Linked DNA regions of Danio rerio: region 1 is linked to region 2. The links are chromatin contacts, called in public HiCAR-type maps. All regions are on one chromosome and are shown on one strand. The core of a region is the stretch at or near the end of the contact, and the rest is flanking DNA. Distances in the headings are between cores, read along the strand shown.

Evidence for each region. HiCAR-type assays count read pairs that join an accessible place to other places.
Region 1: a contact with region 2 is called in a HiCAR-type map of caudal fin, with 18 times the contacts expected there. The contact joins two enhancer-like sites. A contact is called at or near these places in 3 of 18 Hi-C or Micro-C datasets (caudal fin, embryo and hematopoietic stem cells) and 1 of 4 datasets of contacts at active chromatin or transcription factors (caudal fin).

The regions. Positions count from the first base shown.
Region 1 is chr5:18,493,130-18,495,829 of GRCz12tu, reverse strand. No RefSeq gene overlaps it. Among named protein-coding and RNA genes, the nearest start is that of chfr, 12 kb to the left of the region's middle. Within about 2 kb of position 1,384, at least 19 of the 62 cell types and tissues checked have an H3K27ac peak or open chromatin away from gene starts, as enhancers often do.
Region 2 is chr5:18,044,618-18,047,318 of GRCz12tu, reverse strand. All of the region lies in intron 2 of fbrsl1 (fibrosin-like 1), which reads right to left. Among named protein-coding and RNA genes, the nearest start is that of fbrsl1, 150 kb to the right of the region's middle. Within about 2 kb of position 1,403, at least 16 of the 62 cell types and tissues checked have an H3K27ac peak or open chromatin away from gene starts, as enhancers often do.

The DNA.
Region 1 (2,700 bases), core at 135-2,634, 450 kb before region 2:
CTTCACATCAAAGCTCCTGAAGGCAAAGAAGGTCGAGGTGCTCCAAGATTGGCCACCCCAGTCACCAGAAACGAACATTATTGAGCATGTCTGAGGTAAGATGAATGAGGCATTGAATATGAATCCAAAGAATCTTGATGAACTCTGGGAGTCCTGCAAGAATGCCTACTTTGCCATTCCAGATGACTTTATTAATAAGTTATTTGAGTCATTGCAGAGATGTATGGATGCAGTCATCCTAGCTAATGATAGTCATACAAAATATAAATTATTTTTCCACAGCACCATGACTTTATATTCTATACTGTACATTATTTCTAAGTGACAAGACTTATGTCTAAGCAAAGTCAGACCTTACTGTCCTAATTAAATAATTAAAAATCAAGACATGATCAAATTTTATTCAAATAATGATAATCTAGAGGCCTTTGCCTTTCATATAGACTTGATACTAAATTATCAACTAGAAGTTAAGTTATTATTTGCTGACTTGGACAGGCGATAAGTCATTTGTCAGCTTGTGTGTCTGTGTGTGTGTGTTTGCATTGTTGAAAGTATATATTTCCATAGGTACAAATTTCCATAAAATCGCTTCAATGGAAACCAACTTTTTTTGCATAAACCCATCGCTATTTGTTTATAAGTTGGCCAACTTCTCCTTTGACCTTTCCACGGTGGCTACAATGAGCCTCGGGAAAAAGAAAGGGAGTGTCAGCAGCACATGCCGTGTGACTAAAACCAAGCCGAAAGCAGAAAGATAAGAAGCATTCTTGGGCGACACAGTAACCCGTCCTGGAGAGGCTGGCCTTGATAGCAGCACTTGTTGTTTTGATGTGTTAAATAGCCGGTTGTCAACAGAAGCAGAGCGCTGATGGTTGAGCCACTGTGTAATGGCGGGTTCAGGTTGATAGTCGGATGTCTACAGCCAGGGGTGGTTAGCCAGCGTATCTAAACGGGGCTGTTTTGGCTTCTTTTTACATGCATATGAACACTCTGAGAGCAAGCTTTGATGGTCTGGTGCCAGAGAGAGATATGCCGTCTTTTCATGTGAAATGCAGTTCTATGGAAATTCAAATATTTGAAATTATAAACATGCTCCGGTCAATGCACTTTGCTGACTAGCCAGGCGTTTGCACTGTACAAAGGCTTATGTCGGTTGTAGCCCTGCAACCACTACAGAACCTGCCCTTAAGCTATATGACATTAGCGAACAGGGAGAGATAAGATATGGGGATTGTTATGTGTTCGTGTGGTGATAACAGATAAGTGAGGGATTTTTTTTTTTTTTTTCAAAGCAGCCTGCCAGACAGTATAGGCAAGAGCAGAGCTGGTCTAATGTCTTTTCGACAGGGGAGGAATGCGGAGCTTTTGAGCTGGAGCCAGGCATCTGCAATCATTTAGCCAAGGGTGTGCATACAGCGCCCTCCCATCTCCCCCCTCCGGCAATCATATTGCTCTGAATACTGTACAAAGCCAGCTTAAAAAACACAGGGTCAAGTGCAGGGCAGTTGTCAGATGTTTGTTGTTAGTCATATGTCAGAAGTGAAAGCCCACAGATTAAGAGATTTTTCTTTTTTTCATGGACATCTAAAAGCACACATTTGCATCTCGGGCCATGACCACATGCACCCTACATATAACCAAATAAGTGTCAGAAGAGTAGGAAAACAATGTGGAGAATATGTGGTTACTAGCATTGGAATAAAATACACTGCTATAGTGCAAGGCTAGGACAACTACCATTATAAATTAGGGATGAGCGATGTGGCCTAAAATCAAGATTTCAATTAATTGAACATTTTAACTTGATTACGGTTAATGAACGATTATTTCATTTATTTATTTTATTTTGTTGCCCTCATAGTTCACTGATACGTTTCGAACAGTGAATATGCTAACATATTTCAAGTGAGAGATTTTTTAATGAAGGGTGCATTACATGATTTTAAAACAATTTAAGGAAACATACACTATCTATAATATTTAATTGAACATCAACGTTGACCAACTGAAAATAAAACACACATTGCCAACAGTCACTTTTTTTCTTTTAAAAAAGTCAAAATAAATCACTTATTTAAGTTTTTCATATTAAAGTATGTATCTCTTCTAAATACATATTTTAATAATTCTTTAATATCTTCTGTAAACAATCATTTTCATGTAAATTCTAATTTTATTGTAGTAGAAAATATGCCGTCTCAAGGCACAGCTTCCAATCATCTTCATTATATGGCGTAAAGGCTGCACCGTACCATACCCATGCGTTTAATGCAGAAGTATAAATCAGCCTTAGCAAAGCGGGGTCATGTGACTCCGGTAGGGAAAATAATTAAAACAATTGACCTGCAAAAATTAGATCGATTATAATTTCTGAATGTCAATTTCGATTACTTTTCAATTAATCGCTCAGCCTTATCATAAATGTAATACTTTGTTTCAGCCTAAATTTGAGTAAAATATGAACCACGATTTTGGTTTCAATTTTAAAATATATTTTTTAACCCCGAATTTAACTTTTTGAGTTTGATATTTTTTACCCAAAATTTAGTAAAAAAGTGCATTTAAAAATAGTGTATTTAATTTAACGTACGTGTGTTAAAAATAGCATATGTATAGCTTGGATTTTTACACTATAACACTAGATGCGGATTAAGGTGCGGATGAAGCGGCAAGCGTGAGCGATTTACTTATTATGTC
Region 2 (2,701 bases), core at 154-2,653:
CCTACCTACCTCTGATTATGATAAAATGAGTATAGTTCCTTGCCATATCGACCTAGAAAATAGCAACTTTTTATTATCCGTCCATCTTACTACACAACAAGTTTTTAAATTGGAAAAGTACCAACTTTTTGTTTTGAGAGAGATGCTAATGCTGGGTTAGTACTTAGTCTTAGTACTTATGTTTTACTTTTACTTTTAACATTTTTACCTTTTGGAAAATGATATTGGGGACAGAAAGCAGTTTGAAATGAAAATGAAGAATCAAAATATCAGACGTCTATCAAAGAGAATGCAAATCCTAAATGGAGTTATCTTTTATGTCCATTTTTATGTTTAAATACATAAATGTATGTCGAATTCCGTAAAAAAAACCTGTCTTGGTGAGTGTCCTCATAAAACACAGTCAGTTATGTTTAAAGTAAATAAAACATTGAAGGAAGAAGATAAAACGAGTATAGTTCCTAGCCATATCGACCAAGAAAATAGCAACTTTTCATTTTCTGTCCATCTTACTACACAACTCAAGTTTTAAATAGGAAAATTACCAACTTTTTGTTTTGAGAGAGATGCCAATGCTAATTCAATTCAATAATTTATGCTAAGCTAAGCTAAAAGTGCTCCCGTAAGACCCAGAGGTCAATTTCAGAATGGTACTTTATAATGTATAATCTTCATATTAGATTTCTGCAATGATTATAAAACATTCCTGTCCTGGGACATAATGTCCTTTGTGTTTTAGACTGTACACAGAATAGTATCAGTACGTGAGGAAATATTTTGCTAATAAAAAGACCAAATTACATCTGGGCTTCTGGTATAATGTAATTAAGCTTTTATAATGTTTTATGCATACACAATAAGAGCATTTAGGATGCTTCAGTGTGGACGTAAAACTTTTGGAAAACGCTTAAAGCAGACAGAAACCAAAACAAAAACACTGCTTTCAATAGCATCTGGATTAAAGCAGACAGCCTGAGACTCATCCAACATGCCGCTTCTGCCTCAAACAAGGTCTTACCACATATTTAACATTTTAACCCGAATCTACATCCCTCCTCCCACTTCCACAATCCCCCCCATCCGCCTGTCTGGCAATCGTGCCGCCACACACGCCGCTTCTTGCTCTCGCGGTAATCAGCTTAGCTGCAGCCTGCTCGCTTGGCCGCTATCGCTAGTTGGACAAAACCACAATACCAAGCTCCCACCAGAGGCCGAGCCTAACCTTCCAGCATTCACAGTATGCCAAAGGCCTTCCTGACCGCCTCACTCCCATCTGGGGGGCTCTTTCTCTCGGGACAGAGGCAGAAAACCACCCCCCTCTGCCCGGGTTCACCTCCGGGGAGCTCTCGAGCCATTGTTTGCAGGCTATCAGTCTGCAGCCCCTTTGTTGGGCAAATGACAGATGCCACATTGTTTGACATGTACACGACACACTTCGGATAAGGGTGGAGAGGAGGCTGGCGAGAGGGGAGGAGACGGAGGCGGGGATGAAAAGAGAAGGGGAGGACGGAGGAAAAGGGCAGGGGAACGGGCGCTTTTGTGCCGCCGTGAGCTGTCAAAGCAACCGTAATCCCTTTCAGGCCCTCTATTGTCCCCCGAGCTCATAAAAGTGACATCACACTTAGGTCCGGATGACAAACGCCAATGCGTAATGTGAATACGAACAGCATCGCATTGTGATCGCAACATCAAGCTAACCGCTAATAGGAATATGCATGAGGTTATCTCAATAAATCAGAGTTAAAAGAGGAATATTAAAGGACTAAAGTATATGTTTAGTATTAAAGCTAACATGTAAGAGCTAATCAAGGTCATATTGAAGCTAGCTACCTGAATCCTTCACACCTCCCCCAATGGATCTGCATTGCGTGCACGTTTTGCTAAAAGCTAAATTAACCTTTATTTAAAGTTCATCCAATTCTGTTGAAAGGGGAGCATGGTGAATAGGTGAAGTACTAGTCTTCAGCAAGCAGCGGTTCTGCTGTTTACAAGTGCTAATCAAGGTAAAATTAAAGTAAGCTTCTCGAATATTTCTCGATTTTTTCGATCTGCAGTTTCTAAGAATTCTTTAAACACATGATCTTTGTTCAAACTACTTATTAAAAATGAAATGAAACGACACAATTACTGAGTTTTTTTGGGGGACAACTTAATTGTTTTATGTTTAATCCACTAAAATTTGTAATAACTAATAAGTTAGCCTAATACCTTTATGTTGTCCCACACAACTGATTTGTGTAATAAGCCAGCATTTTAACAGCGTATGCTGTTTAAACGGTGGCGCAGTGGGTAGCGTTGTAATCTCACAGCAAAAGGACCTTTGGTTCAAGCCCCAGCAAGGTCAGTTGGCATTTTAGTAGTGTGGAGTTTGCATGTTCTCCTTGTGTTCGTGTGGGTTTCCTCCGTGTGCTCCGAGTTCCCCCCACAAATCCAAAGACATGCGCTATACAGTAGGTGTATTGGGTAAGCTAAATTGGGTAAGCTAGTGTTTGTCTGTATGTCTTGGTCCTGCAGGTTGGGGGTTGGGGTTGAGCGTTGAGCATAAAAAAAGTTGATGTTACGAAACACCAACATGGTGCGGCTAAATATCAACTTCGATATAAACTGCCCTGGGAGTAAGTATACTGTTTAAATTAATAAACAGATTTTCAAGATATACTACATATGGAATCTGTATTGCTATGTTGAATAATAAGTTAAT